Regions from separate parts of the Mus musculus genome. Here region 2 is linked to region 1. A link is a contact called in public promoter capture Hi-C data. All regions are on one chromosome and are shown on one strand. The core of a region is the stretch at or near the end of the contact, and the rest is flanking DNA. Distances in the headings are between cores, read along the strand shown.

What was found. Promoter capture Hi-C pulls out the DNA fragments that hold promoters and counts their contacts.
Region 2: a promoter capture Hi-C map of pre-B cells shows a contact between it and region 1. The contact joins the promoter of Acod1 here to the promoter of Commd6 in region 1. A contact is called at or near these places in 3 of 39 promoter capture datasets (embryonic stem cells, hippocampal neurons and pre-B cells), 1 of 15 datasets of contacts at CTCF or cohesin (the NIH/3T3 cell line), 1 of 484 Hi-C or Micro-C datasets (B cells) and 2 of 115 datasets of contacts at active chromatin or transcription factors (large pre-B cells and stem cell-derived neural progenitor cells).

The regions. Positions count from the first base shown.
Region 1 is chr14:101,637,408-101,641,958 of GRCm38.p6, reverse strand. It overlaps Commd6 (COMM domain containing 6), which reads left to right and starts at 1,488. Exons shown (of 4, transcript NM_001033132.3): 1 at 1,488-1,570; 2 at 1,660-1,671. The coding sequence starts at 1,523.
Region 2 is chr14:103,044,447-103,048,673 of GRCm38.p6, reverse strand. It overlaps Acod1 (aconitate decarboxylase 1), which reads right to left and starts at 1,662. Exons shown (of 5, transcript NM_008392.1): 1 at 1,595-1,662. The coding sequence starts at 1,606. Gm41235 (predicted gene, 41235) reads left to right here. Exons shown (of 4, transcript NR_168885.1): 1 at 1-41; 2 at 588-710; 3 at 2,417-2,448; 4 at 3,121-4,227.

The sequences.
Region 1 (4,551 bases), core at 239-2,738:
ATAAAGTTGTAGACCCCTTTAGCTCCTTGGGTACTTTCTCTAGCTCCTCCATTGGGAACCCTGTGATCCCTCCAATAGCTGACTGTGAGCATCCACTTCTGTGTTTGCTAGGCCCCGGCATAGTCTCACAAGAGACAGCTATATCTGGGTCCTTTCAGCAAAATCTTGCTAGTGAATGCAATGATGTCAGCGTTTGGAGGCTGATTATGGGATGGATCCCTGGATATGGCAGTCTCTAGATGGTCCATCCTTTTGTCTCTGCTCCAAACTTTGTCTCTGTAACTCCTTCCATGGGTGTTTTGTTCCCATTTCTAAGAAGGGGCAAAGTGTCCACACTTTGGTCTTCTTTCTTCTTGAGTTTCATAAATTGTATCTTATATCTTGGGTATTCTAAGTTTCTGGGCTAATATCCACTTATCAGTGAGTACATATCATTTGAGTTCTTTTGTGATTGGGTTACCTCACTCAGGATGATGCCCTCCAGGTCCATCCATTTGCCTAGGAATTTCATAAATTCATTCTTTTTAATAGCTGAGTAGTACTCCATTGTGTAAATGTACCACATTTTCTGTATCCATTCCTCTGTTGAGGGGCATCTGGGTTCTTTCCAGCTTCTGGCTATTATAAATAAGGCTGCTATGAACATAGTGGAGCATGTGTCCTTCTTACCGGTTGGGACATCTTCTGGATATATGACCAGGAGAGGTATTGCGGGAACTTCCGGTAGTACTATGTCCAATTTTCTGAGGAACCGCCAGACTGATTTCCAGAGTGGTTGTACAAGCTTGCAATCCCACCAACAATGGAGGAGTGTTCCTCTTGGTTAGAGTGTTCTTAGGAGACAAGCGCTCATTTATTTAAGAAAAAATCGTTAAGCACATTTGTACAGTAAAGCTGTAACCGTTGGTAAATGTGGGTGGCATGTTATTATTTGCAACTTGTATGAAAATATTTTCAAGGTTTTTTTTTTTTCTCCTAAATAAAATATTGGCAGGAGAATAAAAATCAGTGTGGATATTCTCTGCAGAATGCATCTGGTGTCAACAGAAGAGAAGACAGGATGAGAAGTTGCTGCTGAAATTTGGAGTAATAGCAGAGATTTTAAAAAGGCTCCACCCTCCTTAAGTCAGGCTAAGCCGGTGAACTCGGTCCCAGGGAAGAGTTCTCGCTAGACAATTGTAGTTATAGTCACACCAGAGTCCACACTAGGGGTGTGGCCACAAGCCGATTGGTGTCACTGCAGGCACAGTGACTTTGCGCTTGCGCAGAGATGAGCCCACTTCTTGCCCTACGATGGGGGAGCCGACATCCTGGATGTCACGAGTCCTCCACCAGGTTTCCTGCACGTCTCTGGACCTTTCTCCCCCCCACAGAACTTTCCCTTTCCCAGTATCTCATAAAACTGATGTTTAACTGAGACAAAACTCGAATTACATAGAAATCTATTCTCCGCAACCTAGCGTGAGTGGGCGGGGCCTAGGTCCGGAAGCGGAAGTGCTGGCCGGTGGATCACACTGTGGTCATGGAGGAGTCTGGGTTCAGGGAGCCCGTGCTGGATGCCAAGTCGGAGGTGAGTACGGGCTGGAAGGAGAAGGGTCTGGGGCGGACGCTGGCGCCCGGACTGCGTTTCTCTAACTCGTGTCTCTGCTTCCGTTCCAGGTCACGGGCCAGGTGAGTGGCCGCCCCGCCGTCCCATCCCCTGCTCGCCGATCCTTCCCCGGGCTGCGCTTCCCTCTTGCACCCGAGGGGATGGCCGCTGTGGCTGTCACTTAAACTGCCCTGCCCCTAGAGTGCAGCCCGAGCGCTGGTCCACCTTTATTAGGCACCCTTTATTCCTTTACTCCAAGGCAGGAATACGATGTTTTCAAATGTGACGCTTACAAGAGACATTGCTAAGATTTGCAAAAATAGCGTCCTCCCTTTTTCTTTTAACGATAGCTTATTTTGAGGCGGGCTAGCCGGGGAACTTTGCTAGGAAAACCAGACTGGCTTGAGCTCTCTCAGATCCACTGGCCTCTGCCTCTGAGGCGCAGGGATCGAAGGTGTGCTCCGTCAAGCTCAGTCATTTCTTTAAAGACCTTACTCTGAAGAGGAACTCTAACTTGTCTAACCTCTCTTATGTTACATTAAGAATAAATAGGATTTTTGACTTCCTAAAGTTATACTAACACTTTTCCAAGACAGAACATTGGGAGTTTTAGTCAGGAGTTACCTATGTTCACCTAAATATAAGAAAAGTGCTGAAGTTAAAACATGGTAAGAATACAGAGGCTGAGAGAAGAGTGTACTGACTGCTCCTTGTCTCCAAATGATTTTTTTTTTTTTGGAAGCAGGCTCTCACTAAACTTCTGAGGTCGGCCTTAACTTGTAACCCACACTGGCCTCGAACTTGTGGTCATCTGGCCTCAGCATCTAACTGGCTGGATTTAGAGCTTAGAAGTCTCCAGCTTTTCTTGCTGTTGGTTTGGAAGAGTCCTGCAAGGGCACTCTGTGATACGGATAAACCTGCTCTATTTTGTGTAACCGTATATGAAGTTAGTGGCTTTTTGTTGCTTTGTTCTTGTTTTAAGATTTTATCTGTCTGTATAACACGTGGGTCCCTAGAGACCAGAAGGGGCCTCAGAGTCGCTGGAATTGCAGAAATAGATGGTTGTGAGCTGCCATGTAGGTGCTGGGAACTGAACCTGGGTCCCCTGGAAGAGCAGCAAGTGCTTTTAACCACTGAGCCATCTCTCCAGTCAGAGTTACCTGAGTTGGTTTATTATTACTATTCAACCCCACGTTATTTTGACCTCTCGTTTTGTATGTTCCATTAAAGATGCTTTGAAACTGACCTGTACTGGGCTGTACGTATCTATGTATGTACGTATGAAGTTTATATGTATGTATTTTAGGAAACTTTTCCACCCTAAAGCAATATGAATCCATCGGTCACAGTTCTGGGAGTCAGAGGTATAAAACCAGTTTTACAGGGCCAAGGTGGAGGAAGGTTGTGGTCTGGCTGCAGGGGAGGGTCTCTTGTTTGTCTCTTCCTGCTCTTAGAGCCCACCTCCTATCTTGTTTGTGGCCTCAGCTCAGTTCCAACCCCTGCCTCTCTTCTGACTCCAACCCTCTTTCCTTCCTTCTAGAAAAGCTGTTATTACATTGGGATCACACCCAGGAAAATGCAGCCCACGATCTTAATTCTGTTAAATCTTTAATGTCTGCTTTCTCACAAGGAGAAAGTCTCTGATTAGGACACAGATGTATCTGAGTGGCAAGGGTGCCATAATCCCCTCCATACAGTCATTCACCAGTGTCTGGTCATATGATTATATACACGAGAAAAACCACGATAATTTACAAGACTATCAGAATTAATAATGAATTTAAAAAAGATGATTCAGGTTTTTTTTTTTTTTGCATAGTTCACACACAAAGAGCTGAAAAATGCAATTTTAGACAAGTTTCACAACTTAACAAAAACAAACTGTACAGTATGTTGCAAATTAATCTACCAAGCTAGATATATGTGGCTGTAGTCCCAGCACCTGGGTGGCTGAAGCAGAAGTCACCACAGCTGTGATGCCAGTCTGGGCTTTATAGAAAAATCTTGTCTCCAAAACCAAGAAACAAACCACCATGCAATGAGCTGTTTCATAGGGTTATGGCTGTGTCACAGGGTTATGAGGGGCTGACTCACTGACTCACTGGGTGACAGTGCCTGCAGCCAAGCTGAATGACTTGAGTTTGATCCCTGGAACGCACGGTGAAGCAGAAAACAAACTTCCATGTGCCCAAGAAATCAGGAGTTTAAAAAAAATGTTTCTGATTATGAAAAGCAATGAACTTCTGATGTCTAGTTCAGTGTGTAGGGACCTTGGAAGTTATTACTTAGTCCTAATAATTAGGAACTGAAAAGTCAGCACTGCTTGTGTTTGTCCAAGGAGTGATGTCACAAGGCACACCGTAGTTTTATTGCAAAAGATAGAGTCAATCAGCAAGTGTAGTTTGAGTGCCAGGCGCCATCTCATCTTCAGAGTGAGGCAAAGTTTTCCACCCAGGTTTTAGTGTCAGTATCAAGAGCTCCGTGTATCCAGTTCTGTTTGATGTCGGGGTAACACAGAAGAATCTGCAACAGGAACTAGATTAAATTAGTAGTCCTTAAGCTTACAGTCTTCAGAGCCAAACAGACACGAGTCTCTGTTCTGATCCTGGAACGTGTGACCTTGAGCCCATCACCTAAGCTCTCTGAAACTGGGTTCTGTCATCTGCAAAATGGAAATAATACCCTATAATACTGAGATGGTTCAGTGAGGCACTGGACACGTACGTACACTGCATAGTGTGTCACCTGGCATGTGACTGTCATAGGGACTGATGAAATCTAAAGCCACATCATCACCACTCATACCACTCAATGTAATAGTAGGTTTTAGCTGGGTACTGTAGAGGCTGCAATGGTCCAGTTTCCACGTGTGCCGCAGGCAGCTGTGAGGACCATGTTTCTCAGCTTCTGTTTTAGGGCTTGAGTATGGGACAGAAGAAAGGTTAAAAGTACCACAGAGCCCT
Region 2 (4,227 bases), core at 413-2,912, 1.4 Mb before region 1:
ACTTAGCGATTCCTTTAATTATCAAGCTCTTCAATCCACAGGTAATAATTTTGATTCTGTGTCCCTTCACAGGAAAATATGATTTAAAAATAGCCAACTGGAAGGGGCTTCCACCACATACCTGACTTGGAGTTCCTTAGTGAACTATTAAGTAATTTTCCTTTCCACATTTGATAATCACATTATTGCCTAACTTCCTCTCCATCTCTGACTGTAACATTGCCCATTTACAAATAATAGCTAGAAGACGTGTCAGATTGGAGAATCTGAAGGGTCTAAAGTCTCTCACGATGGACTTACTGCCAAAGTAGAGACAGAGACTAGAACCCTCATCTACAGGAAAATCTTCCACCTTCTACCCACCAGCCCTTTTTTCTCTTCTTTTCTTTTTCTTTCTGAGGCAGGGTCTTTCTGTGTGGCCCTGGCTAAACTGGACTCACTATGTAGCTCAGGCTGGCTTTGAACTTTGGACAATTCTCCTGTCTCAGCCATAGCCCTATCCTTAGAGTCTTCAGATTTATAGGTCATATAACGACTGTCATTTTCAAGAGAATGGAACATTTGTTACATTTGTAAAACTTTGACAGAAAAACCAAGAGAGCTTGCAGTAGGAGAAAGCGGGAGCCGAGCCAGCCTGGAGAGCAAACAGATATTGCTGTGGATGTTTCTGTTTAGGGCCGAGGAAGACAATGATGCTGTTTTTCCTACTGGTAAGTATTTTGACAAGCATTTTATATGCAGAAGAGGAGGGAAGGAGGGAAAAGAATGGACTCAATAATAATCAGCTGGCTTGATTTCCAAGTACCAGTTAAACATTTGATGAATAGCAGATGAGGAACAGCAGCATAGATCTCAAGGCATCGGGCTGGCACTGCTTATGTGATTTACGACAGACCACTGGGCTCCCCTGACCTGATAGTGCTGAACACGATCTGAGAGCCAAAGAACAAGCCGCCCTCCCTGACCATGGAGGGAGAGATCATAAGGGGGACAATAGCTCCACTCAGATTCCTGTGAGTCATCCTTCATCTACAAGTCAAATGTCTTGCTGGCGTGCTTGACTTTATAGGGGCACTTGTCTATCTTTTTAGTAAGCTCCTGTGACTAATGTATAGATTAAAGCGGAGTATGGAGTCATTCGTTTTATAATAAGTGTCAGGAGCCCTGGCAAGTTCCCTGTGCACTGTTCTCTAAACTGCCAAACCAGTAAATGAGGCCATCCAACTTAAAAAACCTGCCAGGGGACTACAGGGTACATGAGAGCAAATAGATAATTACAGATGTGCCCCTGTGCTCCCATCACAGATGTGCTCCTGTCCCACAGAGGACACACACAAAACCAAGAGGTGGAGGTTCAGTGAACTTACCAGGCCTAACTCTCTTGCTAGGAGGAAGCAATGGGATCATGGGCATTGTCTGTCAAATACTGATGAAAGCCAACAGATAGCTAAATCAGGCAGCTCAGAGACCATAAGCAAAGCTAAGATGTCCTTTCTGCAGCAGAGCAGATAGCTAGCAAAAGACCAACTGATTGAGAAAGGAAGAATCAAGCCAGGAAGGCAGTTTAGGCAAGCGCCATCAAGTGCTACGATACCTTGAGCATCATGTTGCTCTGGAGGGTAACTGGCTCAGGAGTGGATGGCAGGAGTAGTTGCTGGCTGGGGGCCTTTAGTGGACGTGTGCCTTTATACACAGTCACTCCCTCCAGGTCTGTCCCTTTCACTTTTGTTTCAACCATGGAATTTCCACCATTTCAACACCTCCCCAATGACCTCACTTAAACTTCCTTTGTTGTGTTGTGTAGAGCTCCCTTATAGATGTAGGGCTGATGAGAGGAGGTGTTACAGCGGCCATAATCTGATGATTCCTCACAGACATAAGAAAAACTAAGTTATAATTACAGAGGGATGGCCTGTCCCAGCTAGGGGCCATAGGTGAGAAGAGTGCACACTCTCTTTACTGGGCATCCCACTCTTGAAGACTTATCACAAGGAAATAGCAAGACTATGACAGAGGAAGAAAAGCCCCCAGATCTGGAAAGGCAAGGAGTCACTCAGAGCAGCCTTCTCACAGACAGCCCATTGTCACCAACCAACCATGAAACAGCTTCTGGGAATGATGAAAAAAACAAAAAACAAAAACCCTGACTGGTTCTTATTGGACTTAGAGCCTGCTTACCAGAAGGAAATCCATGACTGGTACTGTGAACAAAGCCACCAATCACATCATAATTTCAGAGGCGATAACCCAGAGGTAACTAACGAAGTCACTAAATGTGCCATAACCTAAAGGTTATGAATCCTAGAGGAGAGCCTACCACTGCCAGTTCCCTAAACCTAGCTGCATTCTAAATACTTACTCACGCACAGATAAGTGTAGCTCTGCCCCTCATCAACGATGCTTCTTTTTATTGTAGATGGAGACGACTACTACAACTATCTATAACGAGTAAGTGAGCATGGGTGCCCAGACCTAACTGATATACCAACAATGAAACCCCTACACCTAAGGCTCAGAGACAGTTGAGAAAGTACGTGTACATATGTGTGCACACGTGTGTGTGTGTGTGTGTGTGTGTGTGTGTGTGTGTGATAACTAAAGAAGAGGCCATGAATTTGTGAGGAATGGTGGCCAGAGTTAAAAGAAGAGAAGGAGGAGGGGTGGAAATGTTGTAAATACATAAATAAATAAATTAAAATCTCAAAAAATTAATTAAAAATATCTAAATACACACCACACAGACACATGTACACACACACACACACACACACACACACACACACACACACACATGCCAAGTACACACATTTGGCTAATCAGAGACCACCTGGTTGAGTGTAATAGAGGAGAACTCTGGAAAATCATCCTTCACAGATTATTCCTTGGAGAAGAGAGAGAGAGAGAGAGAGAGAGAGAGAGAGAGAGAGAGAGAGAGAGAGAGAGAGAGAGAGAGAAAGAAGGAGGAGGAGGAAGAGGAGGAGGAGGAGGAGGAGGAGGAGGAGGAGGAGGAGGAGGAGGAGGACTTCAGAACCAGGCACCCAGGCAGGCAGGATTCTGACTCTCTGAAGTCTTCTGGTTCTGACCTGTGTCCTGGCCCTCACATGTTCCCCTTTTTTGCAGAAGAAGAGGCCTAAAGATGAAGTCCTGCTCTCAGCTGGATCCCTGTCTGACCAGGAGCTTGGCTCCCAGACTTTCTCCTGAGAAAGAAGAATGCCTTTAAGTTTTCAGAGAGGAGACAGACTAGTTAAGAGTCTTGCCACACTGGAGGCTTCTGTCCCGGGCAGAGAATGTGCTCAGAGCAGTCTACAGGCTCTTTCTGCAGCTGCAGGTTGGGGGACTCATCTTCCTTCAGTCCACAAAGCTTCATATTTTGAATTCAGAAGGTAATTCATTCATGCAACTACTTGGACTACCCAAGATTCATTGCTTCAGAGACTTGCAGAGATTTGCAACTCAAGCCTTCAAGACCTGCCAGAGACAGGAGGTATGCTAGGCTTGTTACCCCTGTCAATGATCACTCTGCAGAATTGTTCTGCCAGGGATTGCTATTGGCTAGCACTCCAAAGCCCCTAACAGCGTTCAAACTGTAATACTTACCAACAGTTTTTGTGTGTCCCCCTGAAGCCTGGTGAGATCACAGGGCTGTAACACTTGTAACTTATGGGCTAGGCACCCTGAGGCCTGTTGAGGACATGCAACTGTAACTCCCACAATCTTTCTTAATTTGTACCCTGAAGACTGCTGAGAGCATAGAGCTGCAGCCCTGACACTGAATCTTGGTTGGCATCCTGCCACTGGCAAGGATCTCAGAGGATGTGTTTGAGTCTTGACTGTCCTCTTTGAATTGTTTCAACGTGGCAAATATGGTTTTCTAAATTTCCCTTTGCTGTCTACTGACTTCATTATTGGAAGATGTGCAAGAACCTGATACCGGAGAATTAACTATCTCAACTGTTAACTGGCTGGGAATTCAACAAAAATTCAATGGTGGGAGCCTATGGGAAGTCAACAGGAATCACTGCAATCAATAGAACAGTTTTGGAATGCCGAGGGAGAGATGGACTTTGTCATGCTTCTGTTGTTCAGAGCATCCACGCTTTATGCTTCATTGTACCTCTTTGGAGCAAAATACCAGGACTCTGTAAGCAGTTTTAAAGTGAATGGCACAGCTGCCAGTTTCCGGTGTCAGATGTCAGTCTGATCAATTCCCCTGCTAGGAATATTGAT